Linked DNA regions of Lactuca sativa: region 1 is linked to region 2. The links are chromatin contacts, called in public Hi-C maps. All regions are on one chromosome and are shown on one strand. Each heading gives the region's core, a stretch centred on a gene start, on an enhancer-like site or on the middle of the called end of the contact. The rest is flanking DNA. Distances are from core to core; before and after follow the strand shown.

The links. Hi-C and Micro-C count contacts between places; a contact is called where the count stands out from the background.
Region 1: a contact with region 2 is called in a Hi-C map of seed, with 8 times the contacts expected there. The contact joins the promoter of LOC111907939 here to the promoter of LOC111907941 in region 2. A contact is called at or near these places in 2 of 4 Hi-C or Micro-C datasets (leaf and seed).

What each region holds. Positions count from the first base shown.
Region 1 is chr4:177,895,417-177,900,058 of Lsat_Salinas_v11, forward strand. It overlaps LOC111907939 (protein OXIDATIVE STRESS 3), which reads right to left and starts at 2,352. Exons shown (of 2, transcript XM_023903751.3): 1 at 1,935-2,352; 2 at 1,492-1,837. The coding sequence starts at 2,218. The coding sequence ends at 1,609. LOC111907938 reads left to right here. Exons shown (of 2, transcript XM_023903749.3): 2 at 1-1,512. The coding sequence ends at 1,394.
Region 2 is chr4:177,283,350-177,288,356 of Lsat_Salinas_v11, forward strand. LOC111907941 (nuclear poly(A) polymerase 4) reads right to left here and starts at 3,660. Exons shown (of 13, transcript XM_023903756.3): 1 at 3,528-3,660; 2 at 3,111-3,228; 3 at 2,956-3,033; 4 at 2,350-2,457; 5 at 2,197-2,259; 6 at 1,948-2,106; 7 at 1,742-1,855; 8 at 1,051-1,113; 9 at 650-979; 10 at 287-451; 11 at 1-193. The coding sequence starts at 3,221.

The sequences.
Region 1 (4,642 bases), core at 1,102-3,601, 610 kb after region 2:
CAAAATCTGTGAAATCCCCTGTTGTTGTTGATCATGTCCAGAAGCCTTATGACCCTGTTAACAATTACCTTTCACCGAGGCCTAAGTTCTTACGTTATAACCCTAATCGACGTAGGATGATATCTGTTCTTCATGGAAACGAAGAAAGTGTCAGAAGTAGTAATTCTTTTGAAGCTCCTGGAATGGAATTAGGGGCAGATTCGTATGGGTTTGTTGATTCTTGTTCTCAAAAAGAAGAACAAACCCTGGATTTGATAAACAACGAAGGTGAATGTGAAGAAGAAGATGAAGAAGGTGAAAGCCAAGAAGAAGAAGAAGAAGATGAAGAAGAAGAAGAAGAAGAAGAGATTGAGTTTGGGGACGATGAGAGATTCTGGAATTTGAAAGGCTTTTTGAAGTTTATCGCTGTTGTGATTGCTGTAATCTATACTACTCAAGCTATATGTTCAATGGATTCTCCAACCCCTTTTCATACAGTAGAAACTTGGAGTAATGTTTATGGAGTTTCAGGTTTAAACTTTTCTCAAGTTGGAAGTTGTTCATTAATGGAAACGGAATTAGTGGTAGGAAGATTGAAGGAAGTAGATATTGTTGGCGTTCATGACGATGAAGAGGAAACCTCTGATTCGTTGCAAGAATTAGGAGCTGATATTGATCTAGAAAATGATGAAGCAGATGTCATTCATGGTGAAATGTGGAAAGAAGATGAAGATCTTGATGAAAACGACGAAATTGCAGAAGAAATGGTGGCGATTTATGATGTAGAGGGTGAAAGAGAAGTTGATGATGATGATCAGACGTTGGTAGCAACAGATTCCGATGAAAACGAAGAAATTGCAGAACAAGAAATGGAGGAGATTAATGATTCAGAAATAGAAACTGAAACTATCCAATCGGAAAGTTTTGATCTAAATCTTGTAGGTGTAATCGGGTTTTTTATGTTAATTCTTACATCATCTTTCGGTGTCATGTATTCAAGACGGATGAAATCCTCACCTCCGGTAACACCAACTGTCGCCGGAGCAAATCACGAAGCTGAAAAGGAAGAAATTAGGGTTCTTGAACAAGAAGACCACGAAGAAGAAGAATCACCATTGATGAAATCTACACCTTTACAGAAAGATGTTTCTGAAGAACATAGTCACATTCATCCACCATCTGTCGAGTTGCTCGGCGAGTTTGTGTTCGGAGAAAGCAATTCTTTGATCCAATCCACCATTTTTTCCGGCGAAACAAAAGCCTCTCACATCGAGAACTCAACCGGAGATTCTGTTGTTTACAACGAGAAAACCATCAAGAAACAGAGGCGCAAAATAGAACCGACCACCGTGGTTACACCATCTCCGATGAGAAGATCAAGCAGATTACAAAATCGGTCCATCAAATCTCCATGAAAACATCAATCTCTGCTGTTTTTGTGTAATAACTTCGATGATCAATTCATCATTATCTCTTAGATTTGTGTAATAACTTTTTTTTTTTCTCTGAATCTAATGAATTTAACTTTTTTAATTTGCTCTTTTTAATTGAAGTAATTAAGAAGCAAAAAGCCTTATATTTACAGAAAAAAACATCGATTAGCCTAAAACAGACATGGAAAAGCCACAATCACTCATCGATTTTCTTCTTCATGCTGCTACTTCCAAACTTTTTCTTCAAATAACCTCTCGATTTTCTCTTTGAGATGATCGGTTTAGGAAGTGTGTGAGATCTGTAGCTCTTCTTCATCTTCTTCTTCATTTTGTGTTCTTTCTTAGGAAGATCTTCAACGCTCGTTACCCTCGCTAGAGATGAAAATGAGTCTGATTTTCCATGATAAAACTTCGATAGACCTCGTCTGCAGCAAATTCAACCATTTCAGTATACAGATGACAGATCGTAACCTAAATTCAATCAAATTTAGGGGGAAAATTACGCAAATTAACGGAACTTACTTGATAGGTAACTGAGACATTAGGTCTGATAGATCATACAAGGAAGATCTACTGGAATTCGCGGAAGAAGAAGACGCATCATCTGTTGTATCAGATGAAGAAGATGAAGAACAACACGTTATGGACGACGATGATCCATCTGAGATTGTTGAACAAGCTTCTTCATTTGAAGAACATGGATGTTTATGTTCATGTTTATACTTGTCTGCTTCTTCTTCCATTACATCCCATTTTTGTTTCAGATGATGATCTTTGTTATAGTTTTGATTTTTTCCTTCACCCATTTCGATTAGATTTTGATGATGAAGGAATGAAAATGGAAGTTGGTTTTTGTTTATGGAATTATGGGGTATGAAAAACAAAGAAACAGAGAAATTGAGTGTTTGTGAAACACAGATCAAAGATAGGGTTGGAACCATTCTTGGGGAGCATATAAATATGGATTTGATAAAGAGCAAAAAAAGCGTGGACACGTGGCAAGCAATCGTTGGCACATGGGAACAGCATTAGTGTCTTACCAAGTCTAGCTATACTTGCCTGAGCTTATCATTAAGATATGGATGAATCTAATTTAGCCAAATTATTATCTTTTATCTTTATCCGCTTTTTATTTTAATTTAGAAAACAAAAATAGCTAAAATTAATCAGTATTTTTTAAAAATGTTAATCTAAAATTTAAAAAACTCTCTATATAACCATCAATTTTGCAATGTCAATTATTAATATCTAAGTTTTAAAATGATATTGTTTCAAAAAAAAAAAAGTTTAATAGTACGAAATTTAAAACTAATAATGTAACCAATTTTATTTTGGTGAAAATCATAATTTTTTATTAATAAAACAGTTTTTTTTGAAGGTTTTTTAAATGGTAAAGATTTTAAAAAATTACTTTTTTAGAAAATGAAACTTTATATTGTTAGAACAAAATTTTGGATAAAGATAGAAAAAAAGATGTATTAAACCCTTTTCACATTGCTAAAGCCCTTTGCAATGTCCTTGTGAATAGATGGTTATTGGAAGAATTTTTTAAAATTATTGATAAATTTTGAAATATTTTTTAAAAGACAGATACATTTATTAGTCTCCTTAATCCTGAATGTATATTCTCATTTTTATTATTCCTTAGAATTGAGAATTATTACAATTTTTTGGAGATATTGCATTCGTAATGGCTTTTTTTAGAGCTAGAGGGTAATTAAGTTTTAGTTTTTGTATGTTCAGTTTGAAGTTTTAGATGTGTGATACATTACCAAAAATATTAAAGAAGGAAATAAATAAATGTACGAAATAGTTTGAGAATTGTTGAATATATTTATTTGGGTTGTTTGATGGTTTGACCAAACACACAGATCCACGTTCGTAAAGCGGATAAGCTCTGACGGATATTGGATAGGGATGATAACTATCATCCACGTCCCTACTCTATGTTTTTCTTCGTATGGTCCCAATTTAGTACTTTTCTTTTTTAATTAAAATTTGTAAAATATAATAGACAAAATTACTTAAATGGTCCATATGACTTTTTAGATTTGCCATTTTTGTCCATATAATTTTTATATTATATTCACAATTCATGTGGTTTTAATTTTTTATATGGTTGATTTGATTCATATAAAAAACTTTTCTATCATTTTTATTTTATCTTTTTTATATAATATTAAGATTTATAAACATTAAATTATAAACCCTTAAAAACCTAACCGACCACCACCGGTAACCTTAACCTATTGTACTCATACCCTCTTTCCCAAGACCATTTCAACCTTGCCTTATTGACTCCGATGAAATGAGATGATATGGACGAGGAACTCATAAACCATGAATTTTGTTGTGAAGAAACAGTGTCGGAGAGAGAGAGAGAGAGAGAGAGAGAGAGAGAGAGAGAGAGAGAGAGAGAAGTTGGAGATGCTAAACCAAATTATCACAAGAAGGAACCATAAAAGGAAGACCGGGCATGGGGAGAGACATCTCGTTTGGTAGTTATGGTTGTTGAAACTCCTTAACGGAGGAATCATCATTGGATAAAGTGAAATAGGATAACATCATCAAGTCAAACTGGTGGTGATTGGCAACATTTGGTTTCTTTTGCGTTTTTTAATAATGTTTCTTGTGAGAAAAGTAAGAGAGCTTTTAGAGTCGATAGAATGTCTTAATAGGGTTTCTTATACTTAATATGGTGAGATTTAGAGGGAAGGCTTGCTTAACTCTATCTGTTGACGACGATATATGGCGGGTATGAAAGGAATGGGAGGGAGATGGAGAAGGGTGTCGTCAAAGATGGAGAATTTTGATAATTTTCCAATTGGTAGGGTGATGAAGATGAACATAAGTAAACTAGGTTAGGGTAAATTGATTAGGGATGCACCTTGTAAGCCGAAAAACCAAAAGGACCAACCACACAAGAAATTGAAACCATATAGACCATCTATGTAACCAAAAAAAGTTACGGATGCAACTTGTAAATCTAAAAAACAACAAGAACATTTATGTAATTTTTTTAAAATGCTAATACTAAATTCTTATAATAGAAATATCGATATATTTAAATAAATATTGAAGTATAATTACTATAAAATATCTTTTTATTAAAATCATCCATGTTTAAGAATTTCTTAACGTCAATCACTATGACATTTTACAAGAGGTTAACGTCATGAGGTAACAATACATATACTTGTCAAAGTTAAATGATTTTAGTAAAATATTTT
Region 2 (5,007 bases), core at 2,410-4,909:
CATACATGTTGACCGAATGTCTAAACTCATCAACTGTTTTTCTGATGTCAAACTGTTGACCTTCTAGAACCACTTCCCCTTGTTTCCTCTGTAACCCCATGAAGAAAGCACTGTGTGAACATTGCTTTGAAGGGTCTGAGTATTCATGTGGGTATGGATGACACTGCAGCTTCCCCATCGTATCCCTCTCAATCTTTTTAGTTAAAAAAAAATAACAATTTTTAAAACTTAAACTAAAAATATTGAATTTACCAAAATACCCTTTTGACTAAAAAAAACATTTTACCATTAAAGTCAACTGCCTCAAACGCGATTCAACCCAACCTTTCCATGCACGAAGATCATCACAATCTCCAGCAACTATATCCACCTGTAAATAATTTCTGTAGCTTTCGAAGAACATATATGGTTCAAACAATGCATGCCACTGGGCTTTGTTGACTTCTATTTCCTGTTTGTTTATTAAAAAAAAAGTCAATGGTCAAAGTCAAAGGTCAAAGGTCAAAGTTGACTAAATTAGAAATTTTTAAAATTTAAACCAAAATGTTGTTTTACCAATTGACTAAAAAACATTTCCTGCTTTTTTTAATAAAAAGTCAATGGTCAAAGTCAAAGTCAAAGTCAAAGGTCAAAGTAGGTCAAAGCTTACCTGGCATATTGTATTGGCGAAGAGGAACTGTTCAGTCATGACACGGAGCGTGCTAGTGGAGACATTGTAGCTGGAGTTCATGCAGGGGTATGCAGGGGTAATAATGGGCATATGGTGAGTTCTGTCTTTAGGGTTTTTGCGTGGGTCCCACACGGCGAATCCGAGCTCTTGTTGTTGGATTGAACAGAGCATGACTGGGTTTGGCCAACGCCACTGTGTGTAGACCCTAAAGAACCTTGAAACCAGCATACTTGGAATGGCATTTGGGTAAAATTGACAAACTCGTGCAACAAGAAGAGCCCAATTCACACCACCTAGAAATCCAGTCACCTGAAAAAAGATGGTGGAAATTGAATCATGGGATTGTGGAAAAAGTCAGCATCAAAGTCAAACAGCCTTACATTTGAATAAACTCCACGCTTTTTAGCCCAAAACTTCAAGCAACGAAGTGTTGTACGAAAATGCTGAAAACAATGGGAAAAGTCAAAAGATCAAGAAAAGTCAAAATTAGATCAATGTAAGATAACAAGATTAAGGGGTTGTTTCTTTTTTTGCCCCGTTGAATCCTATAAGAGTAAGGTGGCTAAATGACCATTTTACCCTCATATTCCATAAGGTCTGTTTCTTTTCTAGACTAGGTAAACCATCTGAATGAGACCATTTTACCCTCAATTTTAGATAAATGTATACATAAGGTTTGTTTCTTTTCTAGACTAGGTAAATCATCTGATTGAGACCAAATGACCATTTTACCCTCATATTCCATAAGCTCTGTTTCTTTTTTAGACTAGGTAAACCATCTGAATGAGACCATTTTACCCTCGAATTCTGTTTCTTGTCTAGACTAGGTACACCATCTTACCGAGACTAAATGACCATTTTACCTTCCAAAAAACACTATCCATAATATTAACCAATTTCACAGATAGAGTGTTGGAGTAGTTGAGGGGAAAAAAGGGCAAATAGGTAAATATTTGGTGTCTTAATTACATAAATCCAGGTTTTTTGGCTTAACACATTAAGTCATTATGTCCAAATTAAGTAAAAACAAATTAAGTGCTTAACTCATTAAGCCCTCATAATAATAATCACCTCAACATTTGGAACATGTTTAAGAATCTGATCAGCAACCCTGCAACCATTAAGACTCCTCACAGTAGGCTCATCAACATCATACAAGACAGAATCATCAGATATGTCTAGATCCTGTTTTAAAAAAAAAAAAAAAAAAAACAATCTAAGCACAATAGGAAGGAGTTTAACTCTTTTAAGGGGATTTTACACAAACAAAAGCTTACATCTGGAACAACTAAAACAGAAATGCTGGCATAAAGAAGATCAATACAAATTCCATCAAATTTAAATTTCATGACTGGAACATGAGCATCTGGAACTGGTTGAAGTTCTGTAACTTCCTCCATTCCTGACAACATATCATGCAATACAAAAAAGAAGTCCTGAAAAATTTTAAAAAGAAAAGAGTATAATTAATGATTAATGAGCTCTTATAGCCTATTAATATCTTGATGAAATTTTAAATAACTTACATCTCGATTCACATAAGAAGGCCCTACACATAAAGTGTCAATGTCTGCTCCAGGACCATGAACCTATCATTAAATTTTGATGGAATAAAAAAAGTTATTTATTAATGCAATAATGTGTTGATACTATTATCTAGTTATTAAAAATTCACTTACTCCAAGTCGATATGAACCAAAAGTAAAGATGACAGCATTTGCATCTTCAACCATTTGGTCTGTATAGCCACGTAAGCGAGTAAGTTGCTTCACCCAATCAACTACAATCTGTAAAAGGAATGTTTTTCAAAAGAAAATCATGAAAAAGATTTATATTAGACTATAGAAAGAATGTCCTAGGTATATTCCTTTTTTATAACTTCTATATAGTTTAAAAAACTATCATGACTTGTTTAGTTATATATGAGGATATATTAACCTATAAGTCAAGTTTTATCTATAGAAGCATGATACATACAATACATAGGGTCTGATGGTGCAAGAGTTTTTTTTTTGTGTTTCTATATAAGGTCTTTCCACTTTCATGTAGGCAACTAGTGAGATAATAGCTAACAAAACAAAATAATTATTTGAACAAAGATATTCCATATCTCCTCATGATCTTGCACTCTTGTCAAATATACACCCAGTGGGGCTCTTTCAAAAGGAATGATTACATATAATTGGTATGATAATGGATAAACGTGAATACATGTCGAAGATTATAGAGATAATCAAAACATAAGAGAAAATTATCCCAAGTTCAATAATTGAGACTAAACGCACCTGCTTAATTCGACCAAGAACTTCCACCCTCTTAGCGGCTTCTTCTTTGCTTTCGTATAGTCCAGCATCTACCAAGAACTACAAGAACGAAACGACAGTTAAAACGGTTGAAGAAGATGAGCATAGAGATATTCAAATTGGTTACCATAGCCGACCTTGTTCAATTTCTTGGTTCTTAGTAAATCAGCGTCAGATGGTCCCGCTAGAGACAAGGGTTTCGTAACCCCGTGCTGCCTTGGTGAAGGTAAAGCCTCCGAACCCACCATTATTCCGCTGAATTATGAGAAGAAAAAGTTGTAATCGAATGAAAGAAAACAGAAAATTCGACCAAATCCCTAAAGAAACACACCAAATCGAAAAGAGTAATTTGGTTTCTCGACCCAAACCCTGAAACCCACATACAAAATCGGAAACTTAATCTGTTAGATTCGAAAATTGAGAGAAGTAGGAAGGCAGAGCAAGCAAGATTGAAATTAGTGTAGAGGAATCTGTTGAAACCCTAGAATATTTGGGTTAATGGTATAGAAGGAAGGTGGATCTGAAGAAAACACTTAGCAAAGAAGAATCGAAACCTATGATTGATTTATACGCGTATATTGATATTGATTTGGAAATTTTAGGGGAGGCGCCGGCTGTGATCGTGTCAGTTTCGGTTTGGGACTTTGAAGAAGTGGGAAACTATTATTGATTCTTTTCCACGTTTGGAAACAAAATCGAGAGATATTTCTTCCCACAGTTTCACATTGTGTAATTTGTTAAAATAGTCCTTCAACTACTCTCTAGTTTGCACTTTTTTCTTTTCTTAAAAAAATCTTCTACCTATTCTTCAAGATAATCAAGAATAGTTCTCCATGACGTTGATGTCAAAATTTGAACAAATAGTTATATTTAAGGACAATTTTGGTAAGATCTAAATTTTTAAGATGAATTTTTAAGACTGAATTTTTAAGATTTGAATTTTTTATTTGTTGTTTGATTGGAACATTTTAATATATATGTTGAATTATGGGTGAGCATTGGATCGAACCCTACCTGGATCTGGACCTTTTTTTGGACCCCAGGCCAGTTCTCGGTTCTAGGATTTGATCAAAATCAGTTTGGTATGGCTAGTTCCGGGTAAAAACCGGTTTTGGACCTGATTTAAAAATTAAAAAAGAAAAAAAATCAAATCTATTTTTTATGAAAATTTTTAAACAAGCATATCACATTCGTTTTAAGCCGGATTGACATGCGGTCTTTTCCAACATGTAATTTAGAGTTTGTAAATGATTTTAGACTATAATTTTATTGTTTTTTGTATTACATTCAATGAATTACAATCATTCAAAGTTGAGATATTAAAGTTGAAATATTTCAGCTTTTCAACAAGAAATTTAAATTTTTGTATTTTGTGAAATTCTAACATATCTTATTCGTAAGTCGGATTGACATGCGGTTTTTTCCAATGTGTAATTTAGAGTTTTTAGATGATTTTATTTTATAATTTTGTTGTTTTTGGTGTTATATTCAATAAATTACAATCCTTCAAAGTTGGGGTATCAAACTTAAAATATTTCAACTTTTCTGCAAAAATTTAAACTTTTATATTATGTGAAATTATTTAAACATGCATATCTCATTCGTTTTAAGTCGGATTGACATGTAGTTTTTTCCAACATGTAATTTAGAGTTTGTAGATGATTTTATACTATAATTTTGTGGTTTTTGGTGTTATATTCGATAAATTGCAATCTTTCAAAGTTGGGATATCAAAGATAAAATATTTCAGCTTTTCAGTAAGAAATTTATACTTTTGTATTCTATGAAATTCTTTAAACAAGCATATATCATTCGTTTTAAATCGGATAGACGGTTTTTTCAAAGTTAGAGGTTTTTTTTTTTTTTTAAAACGGTTGTTTTTGGTGTTATATTCAATGAAATTCTTTGTGAAGGTGGGTTGCACCTAATCCCACATCAGTTTGGAAGGAGAACGAAACATTTCCTTATAAAGGGGTGCGGATACCTTCCTTGTCACAACGCGTTTTAAAGCCGTGAGGACAGCAGATCTCATAA